Regions from separate parts of the Lactuca sativa genome. Here region 1 is linked to region 2. A link is a contact called in public Hi-C data. All regions are on one chromosome and are shown on one strand. The core of a region is the stretch at or near the end of the contact, and the rest is flanking DNA. Distances in the headings are between cores, read along the strand shown.

Region 1 (3,674 bases), core at 128-2,627, 270 kb after region 2:
GCATTCATTTTTTTAAAACTATTTTTTCATTAATTATAAAAATAAAATAACAACTTTAAAATACATTACTTAGTTAATCTAGAAAAAAAACATTACATTAATAAGAAAACGAACAAACGTACATATAAAAATCCTAATCGTCGTTCATGCTATTTTGGTACAAATGTTCCGCGACATCTTCTCGAAGATTGAAACACGTTTCACTGTAATGAATTTCAACAACTCGCTCTAAAAAAACATTCGTTCTGGGTACGAACTCCTCAATTGGAACGACAACGTCGTTCGGATCATATGTGCAAATCGCTCGACCTTCATCTTCAATAATCATATTATGCATTATAATACATGCTAGGACCATTTGTTTAATTCTTTCTTTATCCTAGAGTCGTGTAGCATATTTCACTACATGTCATGTTTGCTTAAGGACTCCAAATGCCCTCTCGATATCCTTTCTCGTCGATTCCTGTTTTTTTGTAAAAAAATTTGCTTTTTCACTTCGAGGAACCGAGTATGCCTTCATCAATGTAGAATAATCCGGGTATATCCCATCACCAAGGTAGTAACCGTATTTGTACGCGTGCCCGTTTACCGTGAACGTCATATCAGGTGCTTTGCCGGTCCAAATATTGTTGAAAAGTGGAGACTGACCAAGAACATTAAGGTCGTTGTTAGACCCCGCTACTCCAAAAAAGGCATGTCATATCCACAAATCTTGAGATGCAACAGCTTCTAGGATGATAGTTGGTTCACTTATATCTCCTCGAGTGAACTGACCACGCCATGCAGTTTGACATTTTTCCCAAGCCACATGCGTACAATCTAGACTGCCAAGCATACCAGGAAATCCATGCCTCTCTTCATGAGCCGAATATAATCTCTCAATATCACGTTGAGTAGGTTTACGCAAATATTCTTCGTGAAAAACCTCATAAACACATGCAGAAAACCAATCTACGCATTCAACTGCGGTCCTCTCGGATACTTTCAAGTATTCATCAGATGCATCAAATGCTATAACGTATCCCAAATACCTAAGAGCAGCCGCACATTTTTGTATACTACTAAAACCCATTCTTCCTCTAGCGTCGGGTTTTTGTTTGAAAAAATTATAACGAGATTCTAAAGCATTACTAATACGTAAAAATATAGCCTTATTCAGACGGAAACGACGTTCGAATGAGTCGTCATTATAAAGACAATTATCGGCAAAGTAATCACGTACCAATAAGTCGTGTGCGGCTTGGCGATCACGATTGACGACCGCCCTTGTACGCGCTGCATTCGAACTTTCTTCGGCGCGAACGTGTTGCACAACATTGAAGAATGTCTCGACGAATTCTACGTTGTCATCCGAATCAAAACTTTTTAAAAATTCCATATGTATTGTTGGATCCATGTGTATGTGTTTTGTGGTTTTAGAGAATAGAATGGGGTGTAAATTTTGGTATAATAGAAGTGTTATTTATATTAGTAAATTGTGTTTGAAAAAAAAACCCGGCCAAAATAGCCGTTCAACGGCCAAAAAATTCGAACGCCAATCACCATTCTCGTTTGAGTCCGTCGTCGGGAACACAAATGACAACGACCACGACTAACCACGAATCACCGGGACGGTGTGCACGATCGTAGTTCGTGGCCACCTCAACCACGAAGTTACTCGTGGTTAGTATACCATTCGACCTAATAATAGTAAAAGGAAAAAACACCATTATTTTTTTTAATTAAATCCGAACAAAAATTAATCAAATTCATAAATGTAACCAGAGTTCGCTAGGATTTGGTGTTAAACGCTATACAAAAATGCCATTACTCATCAAAAGGAAATATTAAAAAAAAAAATAGTATTATGAAATGCCATTATTTACTGCACTATTAACCAAAAATAAATATTGTTTTTCTTAGTACAACGAAGTTTATATTGCAGATTGTAAATTTATTCATATTTTTACGAAATTCATGATTTTCTTTTGAAGAAACTTTTTTCTGTGGTTTTTTATGGTAGCGATCTTCAAAAACCATATGTTGGTGGGAATGGTGCCACCGAAACTGTACTCTCTTACATAAGTGTCACGTCATTTTTTATTATACTAGTGTAGTTTCTTACCTCACCAAGGGAGTGATGCCACATTTTTATTTTCTTTTATTTTTGTTTTTTTAGCTATTTTAGTTTAATAAAATTTCTTTTTTAACAAAAAAAACATAATTTTAAAAAGATAATATTTCATTAATTAAAAATACAAATACCATACATTGCTTAGTTTAACAAAAAAACTAAAAATTTAAAAAAGCATATTAAAAACATAAAACCTACAACTTATTAAAAAAAAACACACCTAACGATTAAAAACTTAAAAAAAAAAAAACTAGAAATTAGCCACGATTTACGTAACGTTTTTTCACTTCCTCGTTCATCGCCAAAATAACTTGAAGCTCGTCCCCAGTCATATTCAATGTGTCCATCGCTAGTATTTGCATATCCCTCTCCCTTTGTTTCCGAAGTTCTCTTTCAGAAGCAATTTGCAAAATTTTATCCATTCTTTTTTTATACCCTTCATGTCGGCACCCATTTCTTTCAACTCATTTGAATCCGACGCTTTATCTTTGCCTTTGCTTTTTGCTTTGTCTCCCATTGGTCGGGAAGGTGGTGAAACTGGAACATGTTCATCTTCGTTCAAATCAAATTGAACACGAGCATCTGATGTAGTGTGGTCAGACTCAGATGTTCTACTGCGTTTTGAACCACTGTCGATATGCTTGTATGTTGTTTTGCTACTTTGCCATTTGTTGTTATCTTTCACAAAATTCCAAACTTCAAGAAACTTGAAAGCCTTCAGATTTTCTTTTTGATACACTTTCAACGCTTCTTCAAAATCACTTTATCGTTTTCTCCACTTTTCCATTGACGCTTCATGTTGTTATACAAATCATTAAACAACATGATTTCCTTGTTCATCTTCCCCAATTTGGAGTACACTTGATGTTTTGAACGGTATTCTCCACGGTTCATTCCTTTATGGAACCTATGTAAAACGCGAATCCAAAAGCGGTCATGCTTTTGGTCTTTTCCAACCGTCGCATCTTCTGAAATATCGATCCAAGATTGTGTCAACATTAACATTTCTAGTGGTTCCCAACATTTAGCCTCCCTCTTCTCTTTTCTTTTAGTTGCTGTTCGAGTGGGCTGAGTTTCTGTAACGAATTCCAATTCAGAATCAGAAACGGCCGTTTCTGGTTGTGTTTGTGTTTGTTGAACAAACTCAGGTTGAGACAAAATCAAATGGATTAAAATCTGTGTCGGGTTGTGGTAGTGGTTACGCTGGTCGTTGTGGAAAATACGAAAGCATACCGCCGTAGTGATAATACGGAGGTGAAAAAATTGGTTGATCATATTAAAGTATTGGGGTGGTGGTGTTTCTAACGGGTGTTTTTTCTTTGTTGGGCCTTTTGGAAGAAAACATTTTCAAAAAAAGTTGGAGGAAAAGAGTAAAGATTTTGGTTGAAGGTTGTGTAAAAAAAACAAATAAACTCAGTCAATGGACCGTTCAACGGTCAAAAAGGGAATCAAGCACCAACCAATCACAGGCGACGGTTCTTTCTAGCTGTAGTGCGGCCAAGACCGCACGAAACCACACCCAGGGGGCGGTGTTTGCTGTCGACGTTGCACGAACGCGGTT
Region 2 (3,727 bases), core at 333-2,832:
CTTCAACCCTTTTTGCCAATTTTTTCTTTATAATCCTTTCTGATTGCTTCCGTTTACGTGCAACTGTTGTTTTTGAACCACTTCCTTCCTCTTCATTACCACCTTGAGATTGCTTCTGTTTACGTCCAACAGTTGTTTTTGAACCACTTCCTTCCTCTTCATTACCACCTTTAGTAGTTGATCTCTTTCTCTTCACCTTGAGTTTTTTGGGCTTCTCAACTTTCGGACATGTAGCCTTGTTGTGACCAACTTGTTTACACACACTACATAGAATTTTCTTCCCAACCTTTGACACGGTGTGTCTAGTACTCTTTTCTCCTGGGTCCTTCCTTCTATTAACTTTAGGTCTGCCTAGCATTTTCCTTTTCAAAGGTGGCAATGGTGGTATGAAATTGGTACTTGGCCACATATTGCTGCCATTCATCCCTCTCAGTGGATACTTGTAAGCATTTCTATAAAAAAACTCCAAAGAACATGGGATCCACATAACTTCCGACATCTCTGTTTAGGTAACTAATAGTTGCAACTGAGTGCATACACCCATACCCATTTAGTTGCCAAACTCTACAAGAACATGTCTTCTTGTCTAAGTCAACGACATAAGACTCTGCTAAGTTTCTTGTCTCAAATTGGTTCAACCCAGTTGGTAAAACCTGCCAATATCTAATAACATTGTCTAAAAGTTAGTGTAAGTTTAGTATTATCTATGATGTTAACAAACACAAACTAAGTTTACCTTTGAGCTTTTTTCAATTGATTCAACAAGGATCTAATTGATGGACATGGTTCCAAATCTGGCCATGAACTGCCTTTCATGCTCAAATGAAACTGCATTTCCATAACATACAATCTAATCTCTTCAAGCATTGTGATGATTGGTTTCTTCCTTGCATCTCTTATAACATTGTTAAAGCTCTCCGACAACCCATTCTCTACAGCATCACACATCTTGCCCTCCTCAAAAAAAGCTCTACACCATGATCGTGGGTTCTTTTCTGTTAGATACTCAAAGGCTGAAGGATTGAGAAGTTGTATTTCCTTCATTGTTGCATTGCGTAAAGGCTCAGTAGATGCCTTGCATGCCTTCCAAAACATTTTCTCATACATTACTCCGGGGAATCTTTTCCTAAAGTTGGCAACAACATGCCTTGCACACTGTCTGTGTTCAACAGTAGGCAAAATCTCCTTCACAGCTTCCAATAGTCCCTTCACATTAACAATTTAAATTGTAAAATAGTATAGGCAACTTTCATTAATAAATAAAATACAACTAAGAAACATACCTTATGTTGATCTGACATCAATACAATTCCAAAACCATTGTACATTCCTAAGTCATCTTTTAAATTTTCCAAAAACCATTTCCAATTCTCTTTGATTTCAACACACACAACTGCCCATGCAATTGGAAATATATGATTATTAGCATCCCTTCCAACAACAGTTATTAACTCTCCAGTACATAGCCCCTTAAGGAAACAACCATCCAGGTTAATTACTCTTCTACAATTGCCCCTCCACCCTTGCTTTAGTCCCTCAAAACATACATAAAACTTACTAAAATAATTTTTCCCATCAGGCATAGTAGTGACATCAATCTTCACAGTTGATCCTGGTTTGATCTTCTTATCTCCTCACCATATGACCAAAGCTTTGAATAGTGCTCAACCAATGTGCCTTCAATTAGCTCGATAGCATGCTTTTTTGCTCTCCTGAATTGACCCATACTTACATCTATACCAAAAGCCTGTTTCACCTCTTCCTTAAGCATCCTAACACTCATTTTCTGTTTTTGTAAGAACTCAGTTGTAAAATGGCTACCAATCCAAGCATAGCTAACAATTGATCCAAGTTTAAAGTTTCTAGCACAATTATGCTCATCTATAAGGGACTTAATCTGGAAAGAGTTTTCTTCACTCATCCATGAAGCCCATAGCCTAAACTTACACTGCCCAGAACAACATTTAACTAATAGTCTTCTACTGTCATTTTTTTTGTAGCACAACTGATGCCCATTAGCAACAACATAATTACATAACATAAGCTTTAACTGTTTTGGACTATGAAATCGCATTCCTAACACAGGTTTTTGTTTTTTCCAATGCACATTTTCATTGTATGTAGTAACCTCTTCAATATTTACCTCATTTTCTTCCATTTGAAGATATGGATCCTCATGAGGTGGACTATTTGGAGTTGACTAGACTTTTGGGCATAGCTTGCTCAAAAACTCATCGTTAATGGTCTTATTCATTGGATTGCCATCTACGTGTTCAAGGTCATCGTGTACATTACCTTGCAGTTCATCCGGGCCATTTTGCACAAATCCATCATAATGATTGTCTTCCACAACGCTCTCTTCAACTTCCTCATCAATAATCCACCGTTGGACATTCACACCTAGATGATCCATGTATACATCCACGACACAACCAGCAGCATACCCAGCTTCGATGAAGTCCTGGTAGTCTATTTCAGTAGCCAAGATCCTCAATCCATCAGGAAACTCTTTTCCAGGCATGCAATAAAAAACATTTACACACATTTCAATTGCAAATCTTTGTACGAAGTTAACAAACTCGTTCCTGTCCATTCCAGCAAAATCAACATCTTCGAACCTTTGTTCTGCTCCATCCGTATAACTAATTTCGGGGTACCTTGTAAAAAACCCAGCAAAGTGACGATCGATCTTCATATAAACCACCATAAGATTTTACAGACAAAAAATACGACAAAAAGGGGAAGAAGAAAGTGAGGGTTGTTATATAATATGTCTTGTAGGGCAAGCTCAGTAAACGAGTAGGTTACATGGCAGCTTAGGTGGATTAATTTCGATGACGTGTGTACCTTATATGATGACTAGGATAATGTTAACCGGCTCAACTCTTCCACTTTGAACAAAATGGCTTTAAAAACTATTTTCTAAGTCTTGGTTCCACTCAAGTGCGAAAAAAAAACAATAAGGACCATTTAAACCATAACTAGAAAGATGGTTGGGTGAGAGTGAGATTTACCAAAAATAATATCATTCTGAAAGTTAATGTTCAAAATTAAATTCAATAAGTGTAAGGGAGTTAGGAGTGGTTCCTCCCAACTCATTCAAACCATTCCAAACTATTAAACATTTTCCAAAAAAATTTCTATATGACTATAAATTTCGCAAGATCAAGAGTAAAACCGATAAGTGCATTGCAAAATTAAAACAATGTTTCGAAAAAAATTATAAAGAAAATCATTATGAAATTTTTTGTTCGGTGTAAAATTCACTCAACGTAATGCGTTATTGTTAATAATTCTACAAAAATTTCTTATAAAATTTAACTTTTGTGATATTTCCACTCCAAGAACAAAGAGTTTACATTGCTAAACTTGAATCAGAGAGTTTCACATTCCTAAAAAGGAAGTCTTGTTGAAAATGAATTTTAAAAGAATATAATAGTTTTTTATGGTATTTTTACTCCAAAAAAGATCTAATGTAAAAAGTGAATAAAAAAATTGTCTTATATATAGAAGCTAAACAAAATGGTTAAAATATTATTATTATTATTATTATTATTATTATTATAAAGTTTTATATAAATATAGAGTGTAAACAAGCAACAAGCTATGTCACAACCCTTTTTGAATGACAAACCTAATTTTTTGAAAAACATCTATAGATCTTGAGTCATAACATTAAATCAAAATCATATTAAATAAAAACCTACAAACTAAATCAAAACCTAAA

What was found. A called contact is a pair of places that touch in the nucleus more often than the background predicts.
Region 1: a contact with region 2 is called in a Hi-C map of bud, with 4 times the contacts expected there. The contact joins the promoter of LOC111914436 here to the promoter of LOC122197105 in region 2. A contact is called at or near these places in 2 of 4 Hi-C or Micro-C datasets (bud and seed).

Annotation. Positions count from the first base shown.
Region 1 is chr3:55,346,442-55,350,115 of Lsat_Salinas_v11, forward strand. It overlaps LOC111914436, which reads right to left and starts at 1,378. Exons shown (of 1, transcript XM_023910177.3): 1 at 698-1,378. The coding sequence starts at 1,378. The coding sequence ends at 698.
Region 2 is chr3:55,075,279-55,079,005 of Lsat_Salinas_v11, forward strand. It overlaps LOC122197105, which reads right to left and starts at 1,583. Exons shown (of 4, transcript XM_052769695.1): 1 at 1,284-1,583; 2 at 737-1,206; 3 at 547-663; 4 at 1-452. The coding sequence starts at 1,583.